2 separate regions of the Gossypium arboreum genome follow, and region 1 is linked to region 2. A link is a contact called in public Hi-C data. All regions are on one chromosome and are shown on one strand. Each heading gives the region's core, a stretch centred on a gene start, on an enhancer-like site or on the middle of the called end of the contact. The rest is flanking DNA. Distances are from core to core; before and after follow the strand shown.

Region 1 (4,631 bases), core at 789-3,288, 530 kb before region 2:
TTATTTTATTTTTATATACTATTTTGACTTTTTAAAATTTATATATTTTATAATTTTATAAAAAATATTTTTAAACTTTTAAATTATTTATATATTATATATGATTTCTTTTACATTTTTAATCCATATAATATATATAATATTAAAAATAAAAAGAAGGCTGATGTGGCGTGTTCTAATAATGCCACCTAACAGTTTGAATTTTTTATAATGTTGTGGGCCAATTTGAGTAATAGAACAATAAAAAAAAGTTTAGATACTAAAGTAAGAAAATATGCACGGTTTGGGGCTGAATTCAGCATTAAACCTTTATTTAGGTAAGGAAAAAGTAAAGGGCGTTGAGTATTTTTGCTTCCCTTGAATTACTTAATTTTTATTTACCCCAATTTGAAGGAAAAGTTAGAGAATGGAAATTAAGATTTCTGAAATAACATTTTATTTTATTACTTTTTACATAAATTATTTTACCCAAATGATTATATTAACACTTTAGGGTGAAAATTTTTATTTTAATAGATAAAATTTTGTTGGCAAGATGATATTATTCATTTAATTTTTTAGGTCTATTACTAGAAACGATAAACACCCAACAAAAGTCACAATTTAGGTCCAAAGTTATTTATTTAATATGTAAATTAAAATTCAATTGTAATTTATACTACAATAAAAAGCGTTGAGTTGGTGTTAAGAATTAATTTTAAAATAATTTAATAATTATAAAATTATATTAATAAAATAAAACGAATGGTACTGAAACAAACATTATTCTTTAGAACGTGTTTGAAAAACCACCCATTAATTGGATTTGAATACAATCACTTGTAATTACATATATTTAGTATGTTTAAGTAACCCATAAAATTGAAATATTAAATAATTTATTAAAATAATAAATTATATTAATAATTATTATATGATTAAATATAAATAATTAAATATATTTTTAATAATATTAAAAATATAATATTTTAATAATTTTAAAAATAAAATAAAATTTATTTTATATATGTAATATTAAAAACAAAAGGGCACGTGACATATTCTAATAGAGTCATGTAGACTGTCAACGATGGTTAACAGATGGTCAATATCAATTAACAGTAGTCAACGCAAGTTAATGGTTTATCAAAGTCAAAAGTTTTTTAATATTTAATTATTTAAATACTTAATAATATAATTTTTAATTTTTAATTTAAATTTAGTGTTTTTATTTTAAATAAACTAATTGTCATGTGACACATTTTGATTGACACCAAATGGTAACTAATTTTTTTAATGCTATTAGAAAAATTGAACTAGATAATGGAATGATAGTTTAAGTATAAATCTGAAGCAAAAAATTTAGGTACTAAAATGAGAAAGTAAGATGTCGTTAAGCCTAAAATTAAATCTAAAGCAATTAATGACATTAGTTCGGGAAAAAAATTAAATATTAAGGGCAGGTGACACATTCTAATAGAGCCATGTAGATTTTCAACAACAATCAACGACTGGTCAATGTCGATTAACAGTGGTCAATGCAAGTAATGGTTTATTGAAGTCAAAGATTTTGTTAATATTTAATAATATAATTTTTAAATTTAAATTTAGAGTGTGTTTTGATGGGCAGTGTGTTTACTTGCAGTTAATGTAAAAACAACAGTAGCAGTGAGATTAGATACTGTAACGACATTGTAACATGAGACAAAAAGTAAGTTAAACGCACCACATCATATCACACCGAATCATTCATCCAAACCTACCTTTAATACTTTTATTTTAAATAAATTAATTGTAACTAATACATTCTGGTTGGATGTGCGACTTGCACATTTTGATGGACATCACATTGTAATTGGTTTTCTTAATGCTGTTAAAAAGAATTCAACCAAATAATGAAATAATAGTTTAAGTAAGTAGCAATCTGAAACAAAAAATTTAAATATTAAAGTGGGAAAGCAAACTGAGTCGTTAAGCCTAAATTTAAATATAAAGCAATTAATGACACCAGTTTGGGAGAAAATTTAAATATAAAGCCCATAAATGCTGGATTTTTTGGGGCTAACTGGCCCAACTGTCTTTTTCAAATTTCAACCGCTAAATCCAATGACAGTAAAGGTCAAACAAAATAAAAACCCTAGTTTTCGTGGCACCGTTTAGGATATTTCCCTGCAGTTGCAGAAAACTGCAAACCCTAATTATCAAGAAAATTGCATTCCCTACAAAAGATCTTCATGGCGAAGAAGGGCAAGGCCAAATCAGCAAAATTTGAGATCGAAGAGAACGAATCGGGACCATTAGATTCGAAACCATTGATGGTACTAAGCAGTAGTGACGCCGACGAAGCCAATGAAGACCTAAGCTTGAAGATCGTGGAGAAAGCACTATTGGTGAAAGCGACGAGATTTAGTGAAGGATGCCACGGCGTTTCCGATGACCCAGGCGTCGTTTCTGTGGTGGGTTTGGCTTCGTCGTCACGCGGGGGATCTGATGTAGCTGGTACCAGTGGTGGCCGTGAACAGGCAGATTTGGATTTGGAAAGTAAGAAAATTGTTAGAAGGAAAAAGAAGAAAACGAAAACTGAGAAGGTTAAAATTCTGTTTTTGTTGTTTCTTCAGAAATGATTGTTTTGATCCAATGTGCTGCTCGGAGAAAAAAATAATGTAGTTGAAATTTATTTAAAAGTAATTTTTTTACTACAGAGAGTTGATGAGATGATACAAGTAAAGAATCATAAATTTGTGGAACTTTTAATATGATTTGAAGTGTTGTAAATATAGATAGGCTTTGGGATTTACGATTACTGTTTCAAATGAGGGATCCTCTATGCTTGTTTGCTATGATAATTTGAATTCCAGCTCGTTCCGCTTAGTTATTTGGTCAAACTATTTATTGAAGAATTGTTGGATAAGTCTTGTTGAATAAATATTTTCTGTTTGTTGGGTTAATAAGTTCTTGGTTTTTGTTCTGTCTCCTTCTCCAAGTTCGTTATGGGAGGTCTTCTTTACCGAGAAAACTTGACCTTTTCTCTTTTCCTGCAAACTTCTATCAGGAACCGGCCTCTTTTTTGATTTTTCCCTGTCTTTATCATTATTATTATTTATAGAATGCCTGCTATAGATTACAGTTCTTTGGTAATGCACTGATGCCCGCATTTGTGGTGGTTATTCACATTTTAGGGTGTGCAAGAATAAGGCAATCAAGGGGCGCCCTAGTTAGTGCTATAATATGCACTTTCAATGTTTATTTCAGTATCTCATAGATAGTGGAGATATCAAGTAATTTGATGAAATGAAAGAAGTGTAAAGAGGGTGACCTTACCTTCAGGGAGACTATCTTGCCTTTGGGTACTGATATTAATCTTATCACTGGGTAATTTATGGGCATAAAAAAGAGTTTCTGCTAGGAAAATGAAGGAAAGGAATCGTACTTTTGTTGTACTTCATAATTCCAATAATGCAACTCTGGTATGTTGGACTTGGCTTCAAAAAATAGTTAGAATTGGACTTTTAACTGTCAAGATTGCTTTTATTTCTGTTATGGTTTTCGTCACAGCTGGTTATGTATTGGTTTTTTTTTTCTCATTGAGTGTGTTGTTGAATAAATGTTGTACTGGATTCAATCTTGCAGCATGTTATATGGCTAACTTTTTATCTAATTTTGCAATCTCTTTTGTTATTGCACCAGGTCACAGTTGCAGAGGATGGAAATAAAGCTGAGATGATAGAGAAGGTTGAGACAGTTGAGGAGATTATTATGGCTAACGATGTAGAGACTGTTGAATCTCTTGACTCAAATACTGTAGACAAATCTGACAATATTGTACTCCGGAAGCTTCTTGTGAGTTTAAATATGTTCTTTGAACTGTGGTTTAGAAGAAAATTTCCCTTTGGTGGATTGGTTTTCAGCATCTCTTTGTTATTTTTTATATCAGCGGGGGGCGAGATACTTTGATCCTCCAGATAGTGGTTGGGAAACATGCTATAATTGTGGCGAAGAAGGGCATATGGCAGTGAACTGTAAATCTGCTTCAAAGCGGAAGAAACCATGCTTCCTTTGTGGGAGTTTGGATCATGGGGCTAGACAGTGCTCAAAGGTATGAACGGGAAGACTGATGTTTAAATTATTAAATATCTTTTAACTTCTAGCTTTCTGTTGAAGTTAATATCTTTTCTGAATTGTGCTGTGCCCTTTTTGGGTTGGAAGTGGGTGGGCCGTTTATGTTAATTTTTTTTATCTATTCATAGGTAGGAAATGAGTATTTTTGAAGTTACTACAATTTTCTTTCCTGGAAATGGTGGACACGCTTATGTGTTGCCTTTATAAAATAAGATGCTTAACACACTGGTGATATTACAATGATAAACTTTAGTGGTTAAGCAGGTACCTCCTTGTTTTCTAGTAGGCTTTAGCTCTTTGAAGGGTCTGTAGATCCAATTGTGGATGCATCATTTACCTATCACTTCTTTATGCCTTTCCTCTAATTGTTTCATTTTCAAATAGAAATTATAAAGTGGTCCTACCAGTGATTGTTAAAGCATGTTTTGAAAATTTTAATTGGGGCATTAGTATTGGTGTGCTTGTAATTTTAATTTCTTTGTAGACGCAAGATTGCTTCATATGCAAAAAAAGTGGTCACCGTGCAAAGGATT
Region 2 (4,021 bases), core at 1,469-3,968:
TGCTCATCTTTCTTCCTAGGAACTTCAGCTCCAGAGGCAATAATATTATTGGATATAACCGACACTTTTTCACTCGAAGCATTAGATCTTTGGACAGAAGACTGACCCATCAATAAATTATAGCCTGATACAATCCTTCCTGGCGGATTTGTATCATCATCATCATTAGAGCCACCAAACGATATAATAGTACTCTCACCCCTACTATAGGACTGACCAATTGACAAATTATAGTTGTCACCCTTCTTGTAGCTTTGACCGATAGATATGGCACTGTCATCTCCTTTACCATAGGTCTGACACACAGTTACAGAACTATCATCTGTCATGTATGTTTGACCCATGGATATGAAAGTGTTTTCACCCTTATCAAAGGCATTGCTCATTGCAAGTGCATTATTATCCTCACTTTTGTTATAGGATTGTCCCATAGACATGAAAACATTATTCTCCCTTTCATAGGTGTCACCAATAGGATCCCCTTTGTTATAAGAAGAACCCATCGGCATAATACCATCTTCCACCTTGTTGTATGCATGATCATTTGACACAGAGGTATTATCAACCCCATTAAACACATATCCCATTGATGCAGACATGATATTCTCCGAATCCTTAACCTCGCTGACTTTTACCTTCCTAATCCCACCAAGGTTTAATCCGGATCTAAGATCTTCTAGTGTATGAGACATAGATAAACAGAATGAAGAATCATTTGTAAATATATCTTCATTAAGCTTTCTCCCCATGACAACTTTCTCACTGCTAACTGATGGCATGCTTCGATCATCAAAATTCACAGCTCGAGCTGATTCGGTGTCGAATAACCGTTCAGCAAACTGCCCCGAGATCGAATGAAAACCAGATGCATTTCCCCATGGAGACAGGTTTGAATTCAAGATTCCAGAAAATAAGTTGGTAGTTGAAACTCCAACCGCCTGCTTCTTGTTAGGAAATATATCTGTCTCGGAACCATCCATAAACCATTGATGAGAACGCTTGGGCTCAATTCTAGATGAAGTATCATACACCATCTCACCATCGTTTAAGCAGCCAGCACCTTTCGTCATCCAAATGCCTTGATTCTGGAAAGACTGTTACATGTAACAAATTCCTAATCAGAGGCGTAGAAGAGAATAACAACAACAGTTGAATCTTTTTCATTGACCTAGTATCAAGATTAATCACGTGCCATAAATATTTATAACATAATTAATAGACAACTTCAGTAAGGTGAACTTTGTTTTTGCACCTATCTAAAGCTTGACTAGGCACACCAAGCATGCACTTGAAGAAGGATTGAAATAACTTTTGTTCTCTAGTGCTAATGTACAGCGCCTAAGGACGCACCTTGGTCCTTGACAACATCAGCAATTCAGCACCAACACACACAACTTACCAAGTAGAAAATTGTCAAAACTGACATTTTTCTTCACTCATATATACATACTTATATATGGTTCATCAGTGCATCCCCACCTAAATTACTCTATTACAACTGTTTGGCAATAAAAAACACAATCATCTATAGTTCTTTTTATTTTTTACCAAAAAGCATAAATTTTCAGTTGATACAGAATTTTAACCTTCTTTAACTATGCGAAACTACATTAGGGACAAGGCAATAAGCAATTGCAGAACAATTAATGATAAAAATTAAAACCACTGAATCAATCACAAAAGATACACATAAAACTGAAAAACAGCATCGAAAGCAACCATTAGACTCTTCTCCCATCACTTAAAGCACATAAAAACATACCATTTTTCTAGCTTTATTTCCAAGTTTTATTTGGATGAATCCTCGCTTCCACTTTGCTGTAACAGTCCAACAGTTAAAACTCTATCATATTGCATTAAACAAGGATCAAATTTACAACTTTACCACTAAACAGCAAAGTTCTATAACTCCTGGCTGAAGCAGAGACTGTGAAACTTCGTGAGAATTGAAGCCTTTAATAGCTAAAGTAATTATCTGCAAAATTCAGGGAATAAATCACTTGAAAAACTCAGAGAACAAATAATAGTCTCGCATAAGATGTATAGTCTTCAACCATTCCAGAAATCTATTACATTTCCAGTACCAAACACTGTAAAGCTCACTAATTAAAACAACATTTATTTTGAAGTAAACAAAAACTATAAGAGAGAAGAAATTTTCCTATTTTCCTCAATTTTTAGCCAAACGGATAATAGAGGGGAAAAGAAAAATAAAAAAAGCGAAGGAGAGATCTTCATTGTGGAAATACCTGCAATGAGAGGATTGATTTATTTACGAACACAACGATCGGTGATCGGAAAAAAGGAAAACCTTCCGGCAGTGGTTGACCGGAAATGGGACCGGCAATTGTACGGAAGATGATTGAAGCGAGATCTAAAGAGGGTGGAAAGGATTTTGAGGTTTTTGGCGGAAGAGATGATATAAGATGGTGCCTTTGCACGATCACATTCCATGGGCCCTCAATCGGACCGTACACGTGTACTTGGGTTTTTGTCAGATCTGATCTTGATCTGAATCTCTATACTCTATACGGCGTTTGAAAACAAAAATCGGATAATTATTGAGTGGAATAGAAACTTAAATATTTAATCTCCGTAAAATTAACATGAAAAATCGAAATTTTATATCATATAAATTTATTTGGCTTTATCGGTCATAAAAATATAATACATGAAATTCAACATTCATTAAAGTGATTTAAACTGTCTCTAATTTTTATGGTACCTTAAAATGTTGGATTGTATTTTATAATAAAATTATGAGTGAAATATGATATTATATTATTTAATAATTTATTTGATTGAAATGTAATATTTATATATTTGATAGACAAATATAATATCACTTAAAAATAAATTTTATCATATTGTCCTTATTATAAAATTTTGTCTTCTTTCATTTAAATTTTTTACTTTCAATATTTTCATAGCTTAAGGAATCCATTTTGATCTTATTATATAAATTAAATTCTTAATTATTTTTAACAACATTAAATGCAATAAGAGAAACTGCAACGACTTATATGATATAAAAGGAGAAAAATATTTCACATGTTGATTTATGTTGATTTAGAAAATAAAGTAATTGTATTCATGAACTTATAAATTTATTTCAAAGTCCAAATCTTAATTCATTTAGTAACTTGTACTTCTAAATTTGCTTTTCATTCCTACCAATATGTAATCCTTGAAAATATGGATGGCTTTTATCCTTTTATTTAATTGTTTTTTTTAATTGTACAAAAACGGTTCTGGAAAATAAAGGAGCATTTAGCCTTAGTCTTTGCAAATGTTGTGCGGGAAAATAAAATCTTATAAAAGCAAAAGACAAAATAGATAAGTCCCTGTTATTTTTAATTATTGAAATTATATTTATTAATATAATAATATCGAACATTAATTTGTCTCAAATTTATATTTCATTCGAATCTTAGATAATTTAAAAAAGGTAGTAATGAGATTACTATTTTGTAATGTGAGATTACAAGATGATTGAAATGTTAACACTCTAAATATCATAATCTTATTTCAAAATGTAACATTACAAGTCATAATATTACATTCGATTAACCAAACTAACATTAAAGCATTAAAACTACTAGCCTTCCTTGCAAGTGTATCAACACACCTACTTCCTTTACCAAAAGTATGTTACAATTGGTTATGTGGTATAATCTTCAAAATATTCTTGACAATCATTAGTTAAGGATTCAAGCATGATGTTATCAGATGCAGGTCTTTTCATTAAACTAATCACAAACAATGCACCGAGTTCAATAAGTAAGTGAGATATGTTCATATCTTTTGTAAGTAAAAAACCATCTCATAACGCCTAGATTTCAGTGACCATATTGCTTGTAAGGCTAATAAAACGACGGCTTATAAGAAGGAAGACATCGTTAAGTTAGCTTCTTCTTTATTCTAGATTGGTCTTCGACCATTAAATATCAATTTATAAGATTACAACACTTTGGTGAGTTGTGTAAGGTCTATTTCCTAAGTTATAAGCGACTTTAAAGCC

Evidence for each region. A called contact is a pair of places that touch in the nucleus more often than the background predicts.
Region 1: a Hi-C map of leaf shows a contact between it and region 2, with 2.2 times the contacts expected there. The contact joins the promoter of LOC108461117 here to the promoter of LOC108464495 in region 2. A contact is called at or near these places in 2 of 5 Hi-C or Micro-C datasets (both in leaf).

The regions. Positions count from the first base shown.
Region 1 is chr13:40,014,359-40,018,989 of ASM2569848v2, reverse strand. LOC108461117 (protein AIR1-like) reads left to right here and starts at 2,038. Exons shown (of 7, transcript XM_017760819.2): 1 at 2,038-2,567; 2 at 3,667-3,819; 3 at 3,914-4,075; 4 at 4,583-4,631. The coding sequence starts at 2,214.
Region 2 is chr13:39,489,799-39,493,819 of ASM2569848v2, reverse strand. LOC108464495 reads right to left here and starts at 2,718. Exons shown (of 7, transcript XM_017764825.2): 1 at 2,250-2,718; 2 at 1,886-1,975; 3 at 1,763-1,818; 4 at 1-1,094. The coding sequence starts at 1,765.